Regions from separate parts of the Mus musculus genome. Here region 1 is linked to region 2. A link is a contact called in public HiChIP or PLAC-seq data. All regions are on one chromosome and are shown on one strand. Each heading gives the region's core, a stretch centred on a gene start, on an enhancer-like site or on the middle of the called end of the contact. The rest is flanking DNA. Distances are from core to core; before and after follow the strand shown. Region 1 has its middle 63 kb from the start of Gm20759. Region 2 has its middle 12 kb from the start of Tbx2.

Region 1 (4,115 bases), core at 403-2,902, 120 kb after region 2:
CGATAACATATCTGCTTTTGTTCTTCAACCATGAAGGCAAAGGTTAAAAGGCTGAGGAGGGCCAAACACACCATAGTATTACAAAGGAAATCGGGTTGCCCTTGGGGGACCCTGAGAGGGTCTTGGGGGACTGAAATCCAAGCTCAAAGCCTAGGACAGCCCCAGCTGGGATTGGTGGCACACACATGTATTCCCAATACCAAGGAGCTGAGACAGGAGGATCTAAAGTCCCAGGCTAGTCTGGAACACCTAGGGAGACCCTGTTTGCAAAACAATGCAAGACAGACAAATACCAAGCCAACAAGACACCATAGCAAACAACCTAAGGGGCGTCATTCCATAATTATTAAGCAGCTCCCAGTCCCTATTCCTTGTCCAGACCCCACATCTCTCTTCATTACCCTTACCTGCTATGTGATCTCAAAGTCTCAGCCAAGGCCTCTCCTGCTCTGGGAAGCTGTCCCCAATCCACAAAGCCTAGATTTCTCTAGCATGGTGCTTACTATTGACATAGAGATACTTACCCTGTAACCCTTATAAAAACCCTAATAGGCTACAGGTGGGGACCCTGACACCTGGAGACAGCTGGCAAGCTCTGCTGTCTTAAAGCACTCTTTGTCTCTTGTCCAGTTTTCGGGCTGGTTGAGCTTGGTTGGTAGAGTGTGTGCCTACTCTTCAAGGCTAGAGGGTTTGATTCCTAGTACTGAAAATCAACCACACAGAGTTGAAGTTCTTTGATATTTTTCTCTGACCAGTTATTTAGCCAGCTATGTGGAGGGATACACTCTGAAAGTCAGAAATGGCCAAAGTGGGGCTGAACTATACAGAGGGAAGAGAGGCAGGGTCAGGGGAGAGATGGCTGCTGCAGTCTGCACTCCAGAAAGATCTTCAGTGTGTCTGTGGAAATCATCAGATGTCTAGAAACTGATATTCAAAGCCAAGGCATCTAACTAGAAAAGCCAGGAGCAAGAATAAGAAATACATCCATAAATCCAAGGGCATCATCATTTTGAAGGAAACAAGGAAGGGACATCTGTCCCACCTGAAGTGATGACATAGCATAAAGTCAAAGTCATTAAGACACAAATGCGTACACAGATGAGAAAGAGATTACTTGACTGCTTTGAAAGGCTCAAGTTTATCAGTGACACACCACAGGAAAGAGGAAAAGGAACCTAGGGAAAGATATCTGAAACACAGAGACCCAGTCAAGAACAAGGGCTCAGGTTTTACAGAGAATCTCTACAGACAAGGCCGAAAAAGGCCATGCCGCCTAGACACAGAGTTACAAACGTAAACTTCACAAAAGATGAAAACCACAGTGGTCAATAAAGAAATAGACACCAAACCTCACTAAGTAAACAGGGAAATGAGGTACTCGTCCTGCATCAGATTAGCTAACATAAAAAGGCCTTGTAACCAGAGTGTTGGGAAGATAATGAAACAGGCCCTCAGGATGGACAGTAACTTTGTCCCTCCCCCTTGGAGACTCCACTGATAATTGAAGCAGTGAACATTCGGTCTCTGGTCAGGATACGGCCCAGAGAAATGTTTACAATGTGTGTATGAAACACAGGCACAGGAATGTTCACAGTAGCAAGGGGCAGCAAGGAGGCTGTCCTCACCAACAGGAAGTTCATACATGGGTTCTCATAGGGTGGCTGGACATGATACTGTCTCAGAGAGGAAGTGAAGGAGTCGAATCTGCATGGGTTGGAATATGGAGAGAAACAAAGCAAGCTTCGTGAGAATATGCGTAGCATTGTACCGTTCAGATAAAAAATACATATTGAAAGTCCATATTGTTAAAGTATGCATACAGTACAATATACAGAAGCAGCTGGAAATGGGAACTACTGGGTTCCCGCACCTAGACAGTAGCAAGAGGCCTCCATTCTATTATTTTTCCACACAGTTTTCTTCATGTTGTGATATAGTTTATTTTTAACTTCAAGGGCAAACATCTAAAAAAAAAAAAAAGGAAAATCTTCATTCTTTAAGTGTATCAAAGATGTATTGGGAAGTGGGGCATGTGTGGGGCACTAAGAGTCCCTCCTTGCCCCTTGTATTGAGAATATTGGGTTTTATCAGACCGGTCACTCTGAGGCATAGTTTTAAGAAAAACAACAACAACAAAAAAAAACCCAACAACACAAAAGCTCATTCTCACCAGTTAAGTTTTCCACGATGTGCCTGCCTTCTGGGTTCAAACAACTCAACGCAGAACCCAGTTTATGTCACACGTGAGGTCAGGGGAGGAAAAATAAGACCAGTGCCTGGAAAGTGGGCTGGGAAACAGACCCCGAGTGCACACCGTTTGTTTGTTCAGACTGTTCAGCAAGAGGAAGGGAAACTCGGAAATTCCTTGGCTATAAATTGCAATGTAAAAGACAAAGAGAACCCTGGCATCTTAAGGACCTGTAAATCACATCTGCCGGGAGCAGAAATTGCAGTATCCCCGTCACCCAGCGTCCACCTCCACACTTCTGACAGAGGAACTCCTGTTTTTTGGAGAAACACACATGAAGTACGTGTAAAACCTGAGCGGGAATCGGCTGCTGTGTACACCACCTGCCTAATAAAATGAGGATAAATGTGAGGTTTTTGGCTGTGTAGATCTGTTTATGTTTTAACTCGGAGGCACTCGCCATCAAAATGTCACCTACATGGGTTTATTTCAAAAGTACAACATGGAGGGAAGATAAATAATTTTGTGGTGTCTGTGGGGTTTCTGCTTTTGAAGCTGATGTGGTGCCACAGAGTTCCTGTTTGTAAACTAAGGTGCGATCAGTTCTTGGGTTAGTGGGAGCAAGGGCATTTATGAACAGCTAATGGGGCGCTGCGACAGCAGCCAGGCACTGAGCAGTCAGGCCGTGGGGCCGGGTTTACAGGGCTGCCCAGACAGATGCTAACTCCAGAGATTGCCAGCAGTTTAGATATCAAGCTAATGGCCACAGGTAACAAACAACAACTCCCCCAGAATAAACACACGACTCATTTAAAACTCTTTCTCCCAATCACGTCAACTACCTGCAAAATCGTTTCTTTGAAGAAATACACAATGAGTCACCCTCCCGTTAAGGGATTTGCTAGAAACAAAGATGCAGGAAGCCATGTAAAAATGATTTGTGAGGCTGCTTGACGCCTGACAGGTTTGTTGTTGTTTTTTTTTTTTTTTTAAACCATTTCTATGCTCATTTTAAGAAAAATGCATCTGCAGGCAGCTTCACTGCTAGTCAAGGCTAAAAGCTGCTTTTAGATGTGTGAGAGGCATCGCTGGGAGGGAACCCTTAAGAAGAATAAAGTAAAGAACATGTTAGAAAACCACAGCGGACACTAGCTGGAGACCTGGGTACCTTTTACCCAGCACAGTCCCTGCTCTAAGAAACCAGCCATCACTGACCCACTCCCCAGTGACAGTGGGAGCATCATTCATGAGGGATGCTGCTGTGTCTTAGAGATATTAGTTGATGGGGTGGCATATGGGGGTATGAAGACGGGGAGCAGAGATCCCATCTGGGGGTGAGCTAACCCCCAGTTCTATTTGTTCTCATTAAAGGGAGCAGAGGATTTTAGTACCTAACATGCAATTTCATAGCAGAAAAGGAACGAGCAGTCTGTGTTTGGGTGTTGGACTCTTTTTTAAAATATTATATTTACTTATGTGTGTGTATGAGAGATAGATATAGACATAGAAATGGGTATAGAAATATAGATAGAGAGCATGCGGTACCCAGAAATTAAACCCAGGTTATTAGGTTTAGCAACAAGCATCCTCATCCACTGAACCACGCACAACTCAGGGCCTCTTTTTGTATCCTTTAGCCTAATATTAGGATTGTTGGGAAGAAAAATAACAAGAAACTACACTCAGTAATCTCCAAGAGCTTACCAAATAGATGCCCATTTGGTCTTTGCAGATTTTTTTTTTGTGATTCCCACCCTCTTATTGCTCCCGCTGGTTTGAACACAACCCCCGTTTTCTCAATGGGGGAACCAAGGTCTCCAGAGACTTAGTGACTTGCTCCAGGTCCACACATGCACAAAGCAGACTTGGGATTAGAACTGACATCTGGCCAAACATTAAAGCCCTTTTTACTACACTATAATACTTC
Region 2 (3,866 bases), core at 517-3,016:
CGTCTTCATCCCTTTAAGTCCAGGAGGTTTTGACGTCCAACCCCAAAAGATTGCCTTGTTAGACATTGTGAACCTCTGGGGCGTGTATGACTTTCCACTCGCCCGGGGACATCAGCAATGATTTGAAGGGCAGAGTGAAGATGTAGGTAGACTTGAAAGTTTCAGGAACTCCTAATGCTCCGAACACCTTCCTGGGCTGACACACTTACAAGGAAAAAACTTTGTCCAACTCCTCTGAGACAGGGCTGCCTCAAGTTTCCCTGGGTAGAGAGTGTGGAGTGTGCGCGCGCGTGCGTGTGCGTGCCTGTGTGTAGATGGTCTCATCCCAACCGTAGGTGAGCTATGGCTCCCCTGTTCTGCTCCGCCTGGACTGATTAGGCAATGTGGTTCACGAACCAAGCAGGAACAAGGAAAGTCCCTCCCTACTTCGCATAGAGTCTCTCCCTATCTCTACGTTTATTTGAGGTCACTTTGGGTTGAAACTCCCCGTAAAAAATAAAAATAAAAAATCCCAAAGCAACGTGTGCACTGGCATCTTGCTGCCTCTCGCTTTCAACCAGGAAAGAATGCCGAGAGTTTGGCTGTGGGGCCCCCTCGGCCTGCGGACACCAGGGGGCAGCACACGCGGTGGTGGGCAGGGCCGCAGCAACTCGGGTCTGGTGTTATTTCCGAGCCTGCAGCGCGGCTTGGAGAATCCTCCCGCTCCCCTGCTTTCGGCCGTACACACCCCCCTCCCGGGATTGCCACTACAGTGCTCCGCTGGGCCCCAGCTGCAAGGCCAAGTGCGGCTTGGGGAATCCTGCAGCTGACGGGCTGGGCCTTGTCCCAGACAAAGGCCTGGCCACTCCCAGGCCCAATTAAGCCACCAGCCTTCCCAGCCTTCCAGTCTTCATTGTCTCTGGGGGTCGCCAATTAGCTCAAGCGCCCGTGTACCCGCTGCCTTAACCCTTCAGGACCTGCCCAACCAGGGCCATTGGATGGCAAATCCGTCAGCAGAGAGGAGTGTGTGAGCGATGGGTATCGAGGGGCTTCTGAGGTCTGTTAAGTGGGTGACCAAGGGGCCTCTGAGGTCTGTTAAGTGGGTGACCAAGGGGCCTCTGAGGTCTGTTAAGTGGGTGACCAAGCGTGTCGCCAAGAGACTCAATGGGGAGTGTGGGGTCTTAGAGAACTGTGCTGGTTTAGGACTGGGTGTGATAACACCCGAGAACTCGAAGATTCAGCATTTGGAGCCTTCGTGAGACCCCTAGCAGCGCAACTGAATAGATTCCGAGATGTTGGACACTGCATTTTCCACGCGGTTAATCCGAGGCTTCCGAACCCTCGAGCCATTTCTTCCTTCCAAACTTCCCGCTGCGGTGCAGAGCTTCTGAGCCTCGGCAGAAGGCCCTGTCCTCCTGGAGGGCGTTGAACCGGGTTCAGCCTCCCCAGCCCACTGTGGATTCACTGACGCGGGGAGGAGCACGCCGCGGCGCGACAGCGATCCCGTCCCGCCTGAGCTCGGGCCCCGCCCCGCCTGGGCTCTGGCCCCGCCCCCCGCTTCTCTAGGTGAAGGCCGCCGCGGAGGGAACGGTTTGGGAGAGATCAGAATTGCAACTCTGAGCCCTCCTTCCTACCTTGGGAGCGACCCTAAATCCAACTTCGTTTCCTTTTCCCATTCTCCTTCCGCCTCTCCGCCCTTGACCGAGAAGTTTGGAACACTCTCCCGGTAGGCTGAGTCCAGCCAACGATCAAGAGTCAGCGGGGAGAACGACCCCGTGCGTTGGAGGGGGCTGGGCGCTCCGGGTGATCTCAGGGCATTGTGTCGCGTCCTCTGGAGAGCAGACAAGTTACCCACCAGGGAAAGTGTTGGTGCCCGGATGACTGTTTTCCCCTCCGAGTTTCTTTTAGGCTCCCTTGGGGTGCGTGTCTGTCCATCGGGTTTGATGGGCTAAGGACCCCGAACTCACTTGGCTGCTCCGGACTCGGGAGCCTTCCCAGGTCCCAGGCCTCAGGAACTCCCCACGTTCCCACGAGATGGCGCTCCAGGACAGGGCCCGGTCAAGCAGCCGGCCAGCACTCCCTGCCAGAGCCCAAGGTGCAGTGAGTCCAGAGAAATGGGCACGGAGAGGGATCTCAGATCCACTGTAGGTCCAGGCCCAGGGACTTGAGTGGGCTGCCGACTGCGGGCACCGACGAGGGAGCTCAAAACTTAATGTGGGTTTTTCTCTTGGAGCTGCCCTGCAGTGCCAGCTCCTAGAAGCTATGGTCTTCGATGTGCCTGGCTGGACTCAGATTCTTCTTGGGACAGGGAAGGCGCTTGCCTCTGGCTTTCCTGGCCTCTTGGAAACACAGTCAGGGCTGGGATCTATGAGCACTGGAAAACACGCCTCTGGCCCTTTTGGAGTGTGAAGCTCCACTGAACCATGCAAGCTTGGGTGTAAGTGTTGGCTAAGACATTCCTCAGCTCCTACCTCCACCTCCTCAGCTCCTCAAGGTCACACGAAGAGACTGTTAGGTATGCACCAGGGACCAGTGCACTTGAGGACCAAGGGTTAAATCTTACAAGACAACCAAAGGTCTTGAGGAGGCTTTGGGTCTTCAGTAGTTCCCGAAGATGCTAAGTAAGAAGGACTCAGAAGTGAGCCACCAGAGTTTGAGTCAGGTTTGAGTCGGATGCTCGTGGGTAAAGAGGGGAAACCTGATCACTAACAAATGGCACACTCAGAGTGGGGAAAATTTGGGGGAGCTAAGTACCAAAGATGCCAGCAGCTCGACAAACGGGCAGAATAAGTCTACATACGCTTTTTAAGAGCACACGGATAGAAACCTGCCCAGTTCCCATCAGTCTTGCATCTCTTCCTTAGCCAGCAACTTGTTGCCTCCCCCCAGCCAGAGTCTCGGCACCTTCAAGGCATACCAGAGGATAGGATGAGACCTTTGGTAATCTAACAGTCACTTGATGCCCATCTATTGCAAAGCAGATGTTCAGTAGGAAAACTGAATGAGAAGTTCAAAGCCAACCTTTGCCTCTAGCCATGAGATCCTGAACAGTACGACTCTCTTTTCTGAGCTCCAGGATCCCGGTTGGCAAAGTAAATGGTGTGGACCAAACCCAAAGTGATATGTGAGAGACTAGTTGAAACGTTCCCCTCCCCGACATCAAAGGCTCCTGAACAAGGACCTAACCCTTGAGGAACCTGGGCCTGAGACATAGGCAGAGCCACTCACAGACCTTGGGAACTTTGACTGTTGCTAAGCTTCTTGGACTGGGGTCAGGATTGGTGGCCTGGATGAATTCCCGATTAGGAAATAGCATTCCAGGTTCTGAAACCCTCGGGGAACCAGCTGGCTCCAGCTGCCTCCAGTCCCTGTGGGATGTGGCTGTCACAGTTCAACCTTCCCACCAAGCACAGTTGGGAGGGGGCACATCCTATGGGTTGTGAGGTGACTCTGGCCTCCAGCACCATGGGGTTGCTGACAGACTGAATGCAGGTTCTCCCCAAGGAGAGAAAACGGTACCAGTGGAGGGTCTTCTGAGGCCCCTTCCTAAAGGGTATCCCCTAGATCTGGGCTATTTACATGGGCTCAATCCTTCCCTGAACTGAAGGCTTGATGGTATTCAGAGTACTTTCTCATGAGGGCTCGCTCTCAGTGAAGGCTAAGTCAGGGGCAGTATAGTGACCATGAACCGCGGAGGATGACATTGGGGTTCAGAGAAATGAAGGGTTCCAGGATTTCCAGTAAATAAAGGAAAAGGCTCTTTCACAATTCAGTGAGCAGGGCCCTTGGCAGCAGCAGCTAATGAGGTGATGGTGGGTATAAGTCAGGCTCCCAGCTGGGAAGGGACAAAAGGGCTGGGTGCATGACCTCTGCTGACTGCCGGATGC

Evidence for each region. HiChIP or PLAC-seq counts read pairs in DNA pulled down with a chosen protein or histone mark.
Region 1: a contact with region 2 is called in an H3K4me3 HiChIP or PLAC-seq map of bone marrow-derived macrophages, with 3 times the contacts expected there. The contact joins two enhancer-like sites. A contact is called at or near these places in 22 of 39 promoter capture datasets (the 3T3-L1 cell line, 3T3-L1-derived adipocytes, the C10 cell line and 13 more), 6 of 15 datasets of contacts at CTCF or cohesin (CD8 T cells, the G1E-ER4 cell line, the NIH/3T3 cell line and 1 more), 250 of 484 Hi-C or Micro-C datasets (2-cell embryo, 3T3-L1-derived adipocytes, the 63-12 cell line and 132 more), 53 of 115 datasets of contacts at active chromatin or transcription factors (the 230-238 cell line, CD8 T cells, the NIH/3T3 cell line and 33 more) and 5 of 9 other capture datasets (adipose tissue, embryonic stem cells, liver and 2 more).

The regions. Positions count from the first base shown.
Region 1 is chr11:85,958,854-85,962,968 of GRCm38.p6, forward strand. No RefSeq gene overlaps it. Among named protein-coding and RNA genes, the nearest start is that of Gm20759, 63 kb to the right of the region's middle. RefSeq lists an enhancer at 2,085-4,115. Within about 2 kb of position 1,653, at least 10 of the 459 cell types and tissues checked have an H3K27ac peak or open chromatin away from gene starts, as enhancers often do. A contact at or near this core is called in the HPC-7 cell line, bone marrow-derived macrophages and embryonic limb bud, where this site is marked.
Region 2 is chr11:85,842,800-85,846,665 of GRCm38.p6, forward strand. No RefSeq gene overlaps it. Among named protein-coding and RNA genes, the nearest start is that of Tbx2, 12 kb to the left of the region's middle. Within about 2 kb of position 1,767, at least 171 of the 459 cell types and tissues checked have an H3K27ac peak or open chromatin away from gene starts, as enhancers often do. A contact at or near this core is called in the HPC-7 cell line, bone marrow-derived macrophages and embryonic limb bud, where this site is marked.